2 separate regions of the Bombyx mori genome follow, and region 1 is linked to region 2. A link is a contact called in public Hi-C data. All regions are on one chromosome and are shown on one strand. The core of a region is the stretch at or near the end of the contact, and the rest is flanking DNA. Distances in the headings are between cores, read along the strand shown. Region 1 overlaps LOC101737404 (pseudouridylate synthase RPUSD2). Region 2 overlaps LOC101737404 (pseudouridylate synthase RPUSD2).

Region 1 (6,493 bases), core at 2,042-4,541, 91 kb before region 2:
TGGAAATAACTGTGATATATTAGATTAGAAACGTCATGTTAATTACCTGGGTGGAATCGGAGATGGCGCTGCGATCATAATTGTTTATGGGTAGACTTGTTATTGACTCGTTCAATAGACAATGACTTATAGCAAGTGTCAGTGAATCTGTGGATGACGTGTGACATTTGAAGAGTTAGTCTATGACGGTAAGATGACTAGAGAGTGATTTGAGTGAGAAGGCATTCTCTTTAGAGGCACCATTGCGATCGCACGCATCTCTGAAATCACCGCGTTTCTAGTCTGCTATTATTTAATTTTGTTCTTATGATGAAATGACTGACCACGAGGACGCAGATGATGATCGGGAAAAGGATAACCCGACATATAGATAATGAACAAACATGTTTGTTTTTCCGATGTCAACGCAACAGTCTGGAGCGCTAACTACGGCACCACCGAATTAGTTATATACCAATACACCTATCAAGCGGATCAAAACGAAGAATTAAATTTAACTTTTATTTGTCAATGGATCTATTGAAACGAATAGGCCTATCTAGGATGACTTAACTCAAAAGCATGACGTCTCTGGACTTCAGTAACGAGTTAACACCGGTTAACCGGTTAACGCAACAACACAATAAAAGCCAGACCTATCGTATCGACTCGTATATATTAATATGTGAAGCAAGAACTTTGTACCCCTTTTTACGAAAATTGCGCGGACGGAGGATTACGATATTTCCCACACTTATAGAGAATATAGAGTGCAAAATGCTATTTTTTTAACTATGCATAAAGAATACACTAAACCAATAAAAAAATATATTACACACATTTCCATGTATTTGACACAACACATACATATAAACATACTCTTTGTTTATTGTCAATTGTCAAACTTCTGTTATTATTTAAAGTTTGTGGTCAAATTGAGAATAGATCAATATTGTTTGTCTTTAATATTATTTATCCATAGTGTAGTTTTGGCGAAATCTGTGATTATATTATAGAAGTATAATAGTGCTTGACAATAGAACGATAATAATGTTTAAACATAAAATTTCAATGAATTATAGTCGAATTTCAACTACTGCGGGACCACTAGTCCAAATAAAAAGACTGGCAACAACTTCCACAACTTCGTACGTTAGGGAGATTAGCATTCACAAACACACAATAAAATAAGAGAAACTGTGTAAGGTTTCATTATGCGTAAAATTTTCATGGCTTACTAAGTAAAGCAATTTCAAATGTGGTAAGCCAAACTGTTACAAATTTTGTGATTGGAACTTTTGCGTAAAAAAAGATACTGCAGCGATTTATGTTATTTGTAATAACAAATTATTATATACATGTAAACACTGTTAGATGTTTTTACGAACGAGTTTTTATAAAATCACTAGCTGACTCGGCAGATTTCGTAGTGCCTCAATTGATAAATAAAATACCTAAACTTTTGTATAAAATAAACTTAAAACAAACAAAAGGAATCCGTCCGACGGGACGATCAAAGGAAAAACAAAATTGTTATTTTTATTAAATTCCAAGCATTTTGATATTTATTTGCCCTTTAAACCTGCTCCGGACTTCCTCAAATAATTCAAGACCAAAATTAGCCAAATCGGTCCAGCCGTTCTCGAGTTTTAGCGAGACTAACGAACAGCAATTCATTTATATATACCTAGTCAGGTCATAAATTCTGTCACACGCTTAATGTAAAATAATTGAAACAAGTTTATTCATTATGTAACCATTCATATACCAAAATGAACTTAACAAAACATAGATTCTTATGACACTAAAGTTTATTCAAAATGACCTCCGTGATTTTGAATACAGGGCTTCAATCTGCGCGGCCAGTCGTCTATCGCAGCACGAACGAGGTCCATGTCAATATCGGCGGCTGCCTTAATCAAGGATGTCTTGAGTGACTCCAAATTGGAATGAGGCTTTGAGCACGCCTTTTCCTCCAAGTGTTGCCATATCTTGTAATCTAACGCATTAAAATCTGGACTGGAGGAGGGCCAGTCTTCGTGCCGGATGAAGTCGATTTCACGCGCCGCCAGCCAGTCTTGTGTGCTCTTCGCTCTATGAGCTGGCGCCGAATCTTGTTGGAATACCCAGTGCCTGTTATTGAACATGGTATGAGAAACAGGTTCCACAAGGTTCGTCAGGACTGTATTTTGATACACAACTGCATTCGTTTTTACACCTTTCTCACAAAAATGTACCTCTGTTAAGCCCCAATAAGAAACTCCCAACCATACCCTAAGCGAGGATGGAAAATGACCTCGTTGGACACGCGGAATACGGTCGCTCGCTTCTTCACTACTGTGTGCGTACACCTTATCATTTTGTTTGTTGTAGCTCTCTTCTACGGTAAAAATTTTTTCATCCGAAAAAAGAATTTCCCGATATTTTTTTCCCGCGTACCACTTCAACAAAGCGCGGCATCTCTTCAGTCTCAGGTCCATTAGACGAGCATTCAAACAATTTCCTGTTTTTCTTCGATATGCCCGAAGCCCTAAGTCGTCATTTAACACCCTTTTCACCGTGGTTCTGCTTAACCCCATCTGAAGGGCCAACAGATTCTGCTTACGTTTGGGATTTCTTTGAATTCGCGCCTTCACAGCTTTTATCACTGCTGGAGTCCTAACAGACCGAGGGCGACCACTTCTTGACCTGTCATCTACACTAGTCTTCATTGTATCGTTTGATGGTACGATAAACGAATCTTTTGGTTATATTCAAATTTTTCAGTATGTTAAAAATTTGAATTGGCGCGTAACCGCAACGATGCAACGCAATAACTGCAACACGGTCTTTTTTAAGCGTCCACTCCATATTTAAAAATGAATTCTAAAAGTATACATTTTTATTTTCATGAACAATTCAAAATTCGAATTCAATAAACTTTTTTGTGGCCAGCATTCTAAAAGAAAAGTTTTTACTGTGTGACAATACTTATGACCTGACGACTAGTTATATAGATTAATAGATAGATATATTACAGTTTCAAATTAGTATAAATTGATAAGAAACGGGTTAAACCCGAATTTAAACAATACCTTTATTAAGCCATGTCAATAAATAACATTGTCGACTAATAAATTACAGAAACAGAATTTAAATAGCAATACCAAAATTCGATACAACGATACTGGTCGTTAAAACGTTAAATATCACGCTTACACGAAAAATAACAATGATTAATTTTAATGAATCAACTGGCAAAACATCGCTTAACCTACAGAGTTTAAATGGTAAATGAATGTAACACTCATAAGTCGATAATGAAGGTTGAAATCCTTGACCCGACCACAGAATGACTTTTAAGTACCAAACGTCCATATTAATATACCACCGACCCATCCTGGCTTCGCATGGGTGAATCAGGATATCATACATTACAGTCACAATATTATTATTTTGTATTTTTTTTTTTTTTGTAATAAAAGTAATAATATTGTCCAGTCGATCAGTATTAAACAGCCATACAGCATAATTAGAGGGTAGAATCTATTTATGTAACGGTGTGCAATCATGCAACGACTAATATTTGAGATGTCACTTTATACTTGTAATTGGAGATGAAAGGTGTGAGAACTCTTTTTGCGTATAGTTGGTTAGAAATTATCGACTCCAAATAAAATAAAAAAACTGAATATTTGTCTTTACTGATACGTCAGTGTGATATCCCATAGACAGCACTTTATGAATAGCTTACATGAAGACAAAAGTCAAGTTATGCAGACTACCAGCCAAGACTAGCTTGGTACCCTGAAATCTTACTTTTACTGGTGGTAGGACCTCCTGTGACTCCGCACGGGTAGGTATCACTACCTTGCCTATTTCTGCCGTGAAGCAGCAATGCGTTTCGGTTTGAAGGGTACCCGTTGTAACTATACTGAGATCTTAGAACTCGTATCTCAAAGTGAGTGGCGGCGTTTACGTTGTAGATGTCTATGGGCTCCAGTAACTACTTAAAACCAGGCGAGCTGTGAGCTCGTTCACACGTCTATGCAATAAAAAAAGAACTTGCTTTAACTGAAAAAACATCTAGAAATCGACAGACCACACGCAACCATCTCGTGAGACCCACAATGTTTGCCTTCATAAAACTCTAATGAAAATTGACCACAAACGTATTTTTACTGTTCACAAGTATTGTAGTAGAGCGGTTGACGAAGAGGGTAGAATCTTGGCACGAATTCTTAAATGAGATTACTATTATTAGTTTTTGAATTTTTTAAACGTATTGTAGATAGCATTTCGTTGTGATCCTTGAGAAATAACATTTTGCATACCTTTGATCTTGGTAATTTCTACTTCTACTACTATTATCACTAATTCAGCATGTACTGTGATGTACATGGAAAGGAGTTGCTGAAGAGGGCATAAGCTATGTTTTACCAATCAAAAAGACAACAGGGCAATACTCTGATGATCATGGCTTTTGCATTTTATGATTTGAAACCTTATCTTTGTATTTGGTGATAACAGTGTACAAGGTTAGGCTAATTTGTTTAGTAGGTTTTTTTTTTAACTTTTTGAGTTAGCGGAGAACTGTTTTGGTTCAGTGGAAATTTTGTGAAATCAGACATTAAGCTGTTTTTACAGATCATAGTAATTATTCTGCACAGACAATTATTCTCCCCCAATTCTGTCTGTGTAACACTGTTTCGACATTGCTTTACAAGCCTAGTGGTAATCAAAGATTTATCTTTCTAGCCTCTACAGATATTTTTATTCTAGAGTGTATCATGAAGTGTAAATTAATAAAAAATATGAAACATAAAAATGTAAAAATGATGATAGTATGATGCATGAGATATAAATTAAACACTGTACAGACAAACTGGATCCAAATTATCTATTTAATTCAAAAGACCTTCTCAATAATGTAACATTGATTGACTCGCGATGGTCCAGCAATTGGCAGGATATTAATCTTGATGTATTTTATTGGTCATCAATAACAGTTTGTTCACCATCTGTACCCAATATCTTTGCATTGGTAGGAAACATTAATATTACCTTAGTACGAAAGACCAATATGGAGTGGCAAATCGTTATGGCAGAGTATAGAAAAAACAGTAGAGTATTCTCAAAACGTAGCAGTGTATTTGGTACTTTCTGAGATTTTCACTAATCGCGGATACGACTGGACCTATTTATACTGTTAAATGTTCAATCGAATCAACAGCTGCCTTACATCCTATCATCATTAAAATCTACCATTGAAGTATTGAGTTTTCAAAGAATTCAAAAATCGTTGTATCGGCATTGAAACCTCTCGTTTATTATTTTCTTATTCTTGTTTCGGGCCTTCTAATAGCTTATAGTTTACGTAGTCGCCGACGACTAAGATTTTTAGTATTTATCGACATTGTTACATACATGAATATTGTTAACTACCGTCTTATTTATATATATAAAAATATGTCCCCGGCCACCTCTATCTATGTCGACAACTTTCTTTTTGTTAATTAGTCAGCAACAAAAGGAGTATTTTCTATAAAACCAGTCTCCCTCAATATGTCTCGAGCAAAGTTTATCAAAAATATCCATTGAAAACGTTAATCTTGAACTACCGTCCGATCGTTACTGCGAATAAGGATTAGGTAATCGATGTGGCTTCCTTCATATTGAAACCGTTTCGGTCGGTTCCATTGAAATGAGCGCCGGTTTGTTTGCAATGAGAGCCTGGTGATAGATCACCGGTCCGTCGTTACGTGAGCGAAATACATGATCATTTATTTGGTATTTGTATGGATAAGGAGTGATGTAATGACTTGCAGTACGTGATTAAAACAAACTTTTAAGATTTGACATTTTGTTCGTTGTATTCTTGAATCATATGTGACGTTTATTTTATACGAAACTGTAAATCGAAAAACTGACAGCACAGTGGGTAAATACCCTATCGCTAGTAAGGGGTGATAGGTTATCAATTGGGAAATTGCGCAGAAAAATAAATCTAAGAAATGGTAGATTTCAAACGAATCACATTCCCCTAAAGGAAAAGATGCCCTTTGCATTCGTATCAAGCGATGTGCTTATGCAATGTATTCGACAAGCAGGTACCGATTTTTCTGCATACGTAACCGGCTTACGCGATAATTCTTCAACGACGAATGAATAGTATCGTATTATTTCAATAACATGTGTATTAATAGTACAAGATTGCGTCAATATCGGGTGGTAGGGCGTATTATAAGTCTGAAACGGGTAGATGTGAATCAATCACGGGTCAATTTAAGAAAGTGGAACAGTCGTAATTGTAATTGTATTTGAAATGTATTTGAGACTTCAACCTCATATCCCAAGGTTGGCGGTGGCATTCACATTGTGACTTAAATCAGACACCGTAAGAAATAAAAAGGGAACAACAGTACACTAAACATATCTATTAGTTGGTCCGTATTACGATTAAAACCTTTTCGACCAGACTTTTTTTGGTCAGAAGATTGAATCCCTTGATCAATACCCCACGTGTTCAGATTTG
Region 2 (6,624 bases), core at 142-2,641:
GTCTATGGGCTCCAGTAACCACTTAACACAAGGTGGGCTGTGAGCTCGTCCACCCATCTAAGCAATAAAAAAATAAAATAGCTGAAATACTAGCTAGACCAGCTATTTGGAAGTCTAGCCACCCAAAGTATTTCTCGTACTTCTTGTGGAATTCTCCATCTATAGGTATACTCCGATTCTTATTCAAATCATGTACTTCACAATCTTTTCTAAATAATAGGTCCTGAACCAAAAAACTATTAATTTGTAAGCAATATCGAGATAATTTCGATATAGACATTTCGCTGTCGGACTTCCTTACTAGTCGCGGCGGCGAACGTGAGTACCCGTGGCCTGCAAACGGTGCTGCGCGAATGGTCGCCTCGCCCACCGCTTCGCTGTTCGCACCGCCGATCCCCGTGGCCAGGCCGTAATGTATTATGTAACCAGCGCTATCGACGGTTATCTTTGAGGCATGTTGTTGTCCATTGCCCAACGAAAAGAAACTTCAAATGTTAACCCATGTTCTTATTTAGTGACTTCGAATATGAAGGAGTAGGTATATGGCATCCAAAAAGTAATGACTTAACCAAGAAGAACACTCAAATGACTGACCGCTTCTGATCTTTTCAAATCACGTTTGACAAGGACCCAAGAATGACATTGTCCCGTATTTTTTTTCCGTACGTGCCCTAAAAAGCGCCTAAAGGATTCAGTTCAGATGGCACTGTTTTCTTAGTTATTATACCAAAGTACTACAATCACGAATCGGCTTGCTAAAGGTATATTCGCCCTCTATTACTATGTAGTAGGAGGGCTTATTGTGAACCCGCGCGGGTATGTACCTCCTCTCTGATTATTTCTGCCGCAAACCAGTCGGGTATTCCGATTTGAATGGTGGGAGAGCTGCTTTACAAAACAATTATGGTTTTTTTATTGCTTAGATCGGTGGACGAACTCACAGTCCACCTAGTGTTAAGTGGTTACTGGAGCCCATAGACATTTACAACGTAAATGCGCCACCCACCTTGAGATATAAGTTCTAAGGTCTCAGTATAGTTACAACGGCTGCCCCACCCTTCAAACCAAAACGCATTACTGCTTCGCGGCAGAAATAGGCAGTGTGGTGGTACCCAACCGTGCGAACTCACAAAAGGTCCTACCATCAGTAAAATGCAATTTGAAATTTACGAATACAATGCAGTGGTTTATGTCTAAGGGCTCTGGGAATCAATTAACACCAGTTAGGTCAACAACTTATTGAAACATTTAAGCAAATTAAAAAATAATAAAAATCAACACCCTGTATAAAAACCTACACCACTAAACGAAACATACTCGATATGCATACGCATATGTAGGTTGCCAAAATAAACTTGGTACGGCGACGGTGCTACGATCGATAAACCTAGCCGCTACGCAACGCTACGACGCTACAACGGCCGGAAATTACGGGAAAGCCCCACTGCATGGGGTTCGGGTTGTGGGGCTTGTTAATTGGACTAAAATGTAAGTGTGAACTAATTTATTATATCGCATTAGTAATTTGAAGAGGTGTATTTGTATTTCGAGCCGCGCCTGCTTGTATTTTTATGTTGGAAGTAGACTGATTGATTGCATTAGGAGATGTGTTTAATAAATAAAACAACTAACAAAATATGCTTTTATAGGAAATCCAACTAAAAAATAGAAAATAAATTTTAATAAATTTGAATTGAAAATAGTGTAAGAAAAAATGATTTTATTGTAAAAAAAGCTTGGGGTGCTTTTCAGGATATTATCAAAACAACCCTTCTACTCATATCTGTTCATAAAATATTTATAACTACTGATACCATGCACCTCATTTTTTTTTAACTATAATATATTTTTCATTTTTTAGTTTCAACTTTTTCAATTTTTTTTAATATTGAATTGACATCGGTCCTTAGTAATTATTAATAATTATTAGATATTAAGTGTACCAAATTTCGAGTTAATCCGACGTTTTGAAGGGGGTCAAACACGTTCAAAGATTCCGTTACATGCTAACATACATACGTCTGAAGCTAATAAAAGCGTATTAAAAAAGGTTTCATTATTTTGAAATGATTAAAATATACCCATGATTAAAGTCTGAGAAACTGAAGTCGTCGCGGATTACAGGGTATGAAGCCTGGAAATTTGTAACCAACGATGCGAATATGCCGGCCGACTATTCAAATACCGCAGACGGATAACATTTTTTTAAATTAAATACTTAATATACCTTCACGAATTACTTCCACGATGAAGTACCAAAACAGCGTGTAATAAAATTCAAACTCGCAAAAAAAAATTTTTTCCTAATTATTGATGAATTGGCGTGTCTGTTGAGTAGGTACTCGTGTAGGTATTACCATCCTGCCTCTTCCTGCCACGAAGCAGTAATGCATTCCGATTTGAAAGGTAGAAAAGACGTATTGTAGAACTGAAACTTAGAATTCATGCTTCAAGGTGGATTAAGCCATTTTCGTTATTGATGTTTATCCATTTCGGTTACAACTTAACAACAGATGGGCCGTGCGCGTTCCCGCGTCTAATTAAAAAAAAAAGATTAAACCTTAAAAGGATTTTAATAATGTCCAAAATTGACACTCCACAGAGTGGAGATTAATTAGTACCTACAAATAAAAAAATAGATGTGGATTGACTTTTAAGATAACAATTATATAGATTTTCCAATAAAATTTATCCGAGTAAAAAATCTCGATTAAAAAATCCGATGAAGCGCCATCAATTTGCGCGAAACTTTTAATTGAAAGCCCCCGGCGACCCCGAAAGCTTAATCAATTGATTACAGAACCAACGATGTAAAGTTTTGATACTGACAAATTCGTTATACTGTTCGGATAATAATAAACAAAGTTATGAAATTATCCAGAAAGTTTGTGTTGTTTATCTTTCGTTCCTGAAGGATTCGTGAAAAAAATAATCGTGTTATTTGATATAATTGATTTGGTTCATTTCAATACTTTACGATGACACAGAAATATTTCATAAATACCAACACACAGCTCAACTCGCCTTACGAAATTGTGAAGTGAAAACCCAAACTCAACTTGAGATGATGTTAGTAAGTAACCGCTACAATAACATCATGAAATGAAGCCGTCGTGGCCTAACGGATAAGACGTCCGGTGTATTCGTGTTGAGCCGATGCACCGGTGTTCGAATCCCGCAGGCAGGTGAAGGAATAGCATCGTGTAATAAAAATGAAACCCGCAAAATTATAATTTGCGTAATTACTGGTGGTAGGACCTCTTGTGAGTCCGCGCGGGTAGGTACCACCACCCTGCCTAATTTGCCGTGAAGCAGTAATGCGTTTCGGTTTGAAGGGTGAGGCAGCCGTTGTAACCATACTTGAGACCTTAAAAGGTTCCTTTTTTTATTGCTAAGATTGATGGATAAGCTCACGGTTCACCCAGAGCCCATAGACATCAACCAAGTCAATTCCACCGACGCGCATCTCAAGAAAGGAGTTTTAAGCTCTATAGCGGCTGCCCCACACTTCAAACCAGAACGCATCACTGCTTGACGGCAGAAATAAGCAAGGAGGTGGTAAAATTAGCTCTTCTTCCAAACTTGAACGTACGCATGCAAAACTAATCGGGTTGCACAAATCGACCCGAGCTCACAATATGCGATAACGGCACAATATTTTATTAACACAGAAAACATATCGACGCTTGAAAGGCAAACGTGACTAAGCGACAATAACTGCTTTGTACATAAATGATAGGCAATAACCATATTCGATGCGCAAAAAATATATATTTCTAGGTCTATTAAAATCATTTCAATCCTACAGCTAGATTCGTTAAAATAGATTTTTTTTCAGGTATTTCAACTTTAAATTAGTCTAATGCATTGTCACTTAGTCACGTTTGCCTTTCAAGCGTCGATATGCATAGTCCAAACAACACAACTAGATCAACCTTTATCTAGATTAGTACACAGACGCACAGATAAACTGGAATACGTTCACGAGCATCGTAACGGAAGCTTATATTAGTGGAACACTCACAATAAAGTCTGGAGCCGGGCTAGTCTTAAGAGAATGTAGTTCATAAAACATCCGACTATTACTTTTCGTAGGCGAAAGATCCTGACAACTATCCTTGTTGTAGTAATTTACTATTTTGTGTATCGGTAAACTGTAGGGAGCACTTTATGCGCTTCGTTTATTATTTACATGATAAATTGACTTGAGGAGACTTTGTGAAAGTTTTTATATCGCGAAATTTGTTTTAGTATGATTGAAAAAAAGTTTAATCGTGTATGAGGGGACTTAAAAGACCTGCTTATAACGTTTGGCGATGACTATCGTTTCTAATGAAGGTTAGGTGACGCAAATTGTGTTAGTCCGATGCCAATCGTGATCGTCTTAGGTAAGGTATAGCAGTTACTATTAAAATCCGAGATTTTTTTTTTCCAATGAAAACCAAAGCCTCCTGGTTCCCTCCTGAAATAAAATGGCCAGCCATTATTACTGCGTAACGAATGTTCTTTTTACGATCCCTCTGCCATCTGAATACCTAAAGACTGACCATCCATCACGCTTGACGAATCACAAGAGGCGTTCCGTCAAGATATAATACGTTGCTCCGTGTCGCGGGGTCAAGCAAAACTGACATGATTTATTATGGCCACCGAAGCTTTGTTATTTTATTTTTATGGCAACAATTTATAGATTATTTTTTGATGAAACATTTTGACTGTATTCTATATGTGACGTTTAGCATATTAAAAAACTTCATCTACATTTATAATAAATAAAGTGGTTCATGATTTTTTTTATTGCTGAAGAAGGGTGGACCATCTCACGGACGGCTTGGTGTTAAGTGGAAACAAGTGTCCATAGATAAATCCCTCGAACAAAAACATATAAAATTGACAGCTTAATTATATTCTATAATATATACCGCTCTTCGAACTGGTACATATGACTATTTCTCGCCAGAAATGAGCAGAATGCTGAAGTGTCTACCCGTAGAGCTATCAAGAAGATCTTTTATCCTATTTTTGATTTTAGTTCAATTAATTTAGCACTAATTTTGAAATAAACTGAGATCTTTATAGGATCTATGCTCCTCTACAGCCTTTGCCTTATTCACTAGATTATCTTTCCACTGGCGTCGACCAAAACACAACATCTAACAGATATTTCAATTCTACACTCTTCAAAGGGACTAGCGTTCTCCTACAACACTTATTCCCAAATAGACTTCCAAATTCGAATGTTTGACGTAGTGGCTGAAAACTAAAACCCAATTCCGAATTAGACTTCGCCAATCAGTGCGTTGAATTCGAAGCGAATAAAAACCGGTATGCAACTACTAACGGTCGATTGTGCAATCAGTGTTCGCAAACTGAAGCACTGGTTCGGTGCGGTCGTGCACGCACACTTGTGTACTGTGTTCTAATTGACTACGTTAGTAAACAAGCCCTAAACACGTCATTACGGATCCTCCCGATTCATTAACGGTGCTTTTAGGTACCACAAGCATCGATCACCGTCCTCGTCGAACCCGTCGCTTGTGACAAAGGGCTCAACGTGTGAATTAACCCACAGACACAGCCCACTGAGTTTCTCGCCGGGTCTTCTCAGTGAGTCGCGTTTCTGATCCGGTGGTAGATTCTGCGAAGTGCTGCTCTTGCTAGGGCCAGTGTTAGCAACATTCCCAGTTGAGCCCCATGAGCTCACCTACACGTCAAGGAGAAGCTGAAAACGCCTCTCAAGACTATCAGCATAGGTAGGGAAAAAAAAACCAAAGGTCTTGTTTAGTTAAACTGAATCTTTGAAACGACTCCCTGGTAGAGCGTTATGTTGACGTTGCCATGAATGAAATCTATAGTGACCATCTCTATAATAATATAATAAGTTGGCTGTGACCCTAACATTTCTGACATCTACGTTCGATTATCACCAATCGCACAAGATTCTCTGGGCTGTATGTACCCTTGTTTGCCTACAACAGAAAAAAAACTACACAGTTTCGTCAATCAGATGAATAGGAACTAATTCAAAAAACATTGATTGATAATTGCGAGTTTTTCGTGAGTGATCGGTTAAGCGTGAGCTTTATCTTCAAAAACTATTAAGTTTAGTATATTATTAAATATAATCTACTTTTTTATATATTACGTATTATTTTGTATAGGCTCTGAAGTCAAAGAAGCACTTTAATCTACCGATGACATAGATTATGGTGTTAATTTTTGTATTTTTTTTTTTTGTTGCAGGGAGAAAAAGACAACGGCAAGAATATAATCTTATCTTGCGAGAAGAGGAAAGCAGATGATAGCGAAATCAACAAAGACTTAAAAAAGGTATGTATTACTGTTTCAAATTGTCTGATCTTCAACAGCTCAAAATTGTTAATTGTTAACAAATCGTTTTATTGCTTGGTAATGATCTATTAATGAAAGGATTATTGAAGCAATGGGGCAAATATCTCAACTGTAAGAATAACAATTTGAAATGTATTTGATATCAGTTCCTAACAATAACATTTAAAACCGTCACTCTTTCAAGTAAACATAACCGTTCGGTAGAAAATCCCTGTCTAATAGTTTTTTAGTTTTTTTTTTTTAAGAAAACTTTTTAACTTGGATGAACTTTTA

Evidence for each region. A called contact is a pair of places that touch in the nucleus more often than the background predicts.
Region 1: a Hi-C map of posterior silk gland shows a contact between it and region 2, with 1.6 times the contacts expected there. The contact joins two enhancer-like sites.

What each region holds. Positions count from the first base shown.
Region 1 is chr4:2,765,394-2,771,886 of ASM3026992v2, reverse strand. The region is part of intron 2 of LOC101737404 (pseudouridylate synthase RPUSD2); the gene reads left to right. Among protein-coding and RNA genes, the nearest start is that of Mir3429, 130 kb to the right of the region's middle. Within about 2 kb of position 3,291, at least 1 of the 8 cell types and tissues checked has open chromatin away from gene starts, as enhancers often do.
Region 2 is chr4:2,672,023-2,678,646 of ASM3026992v2, reverse strand. LOC101737404 (pseudouridylate synthase RPUSD2) reads left to right here. Exons shown (of 14, transcript XM_062668077.1): 3 at 6,244-6,330. Among protein-coding and RNA genes, the nearest start is that of Mir3429, 40 kb to the right of the region's middle. Within about 2 kb of position 1,391, at least 4 of the 8 cell types and tissues checked have open chromatin away from gene starts, as enhancers often do.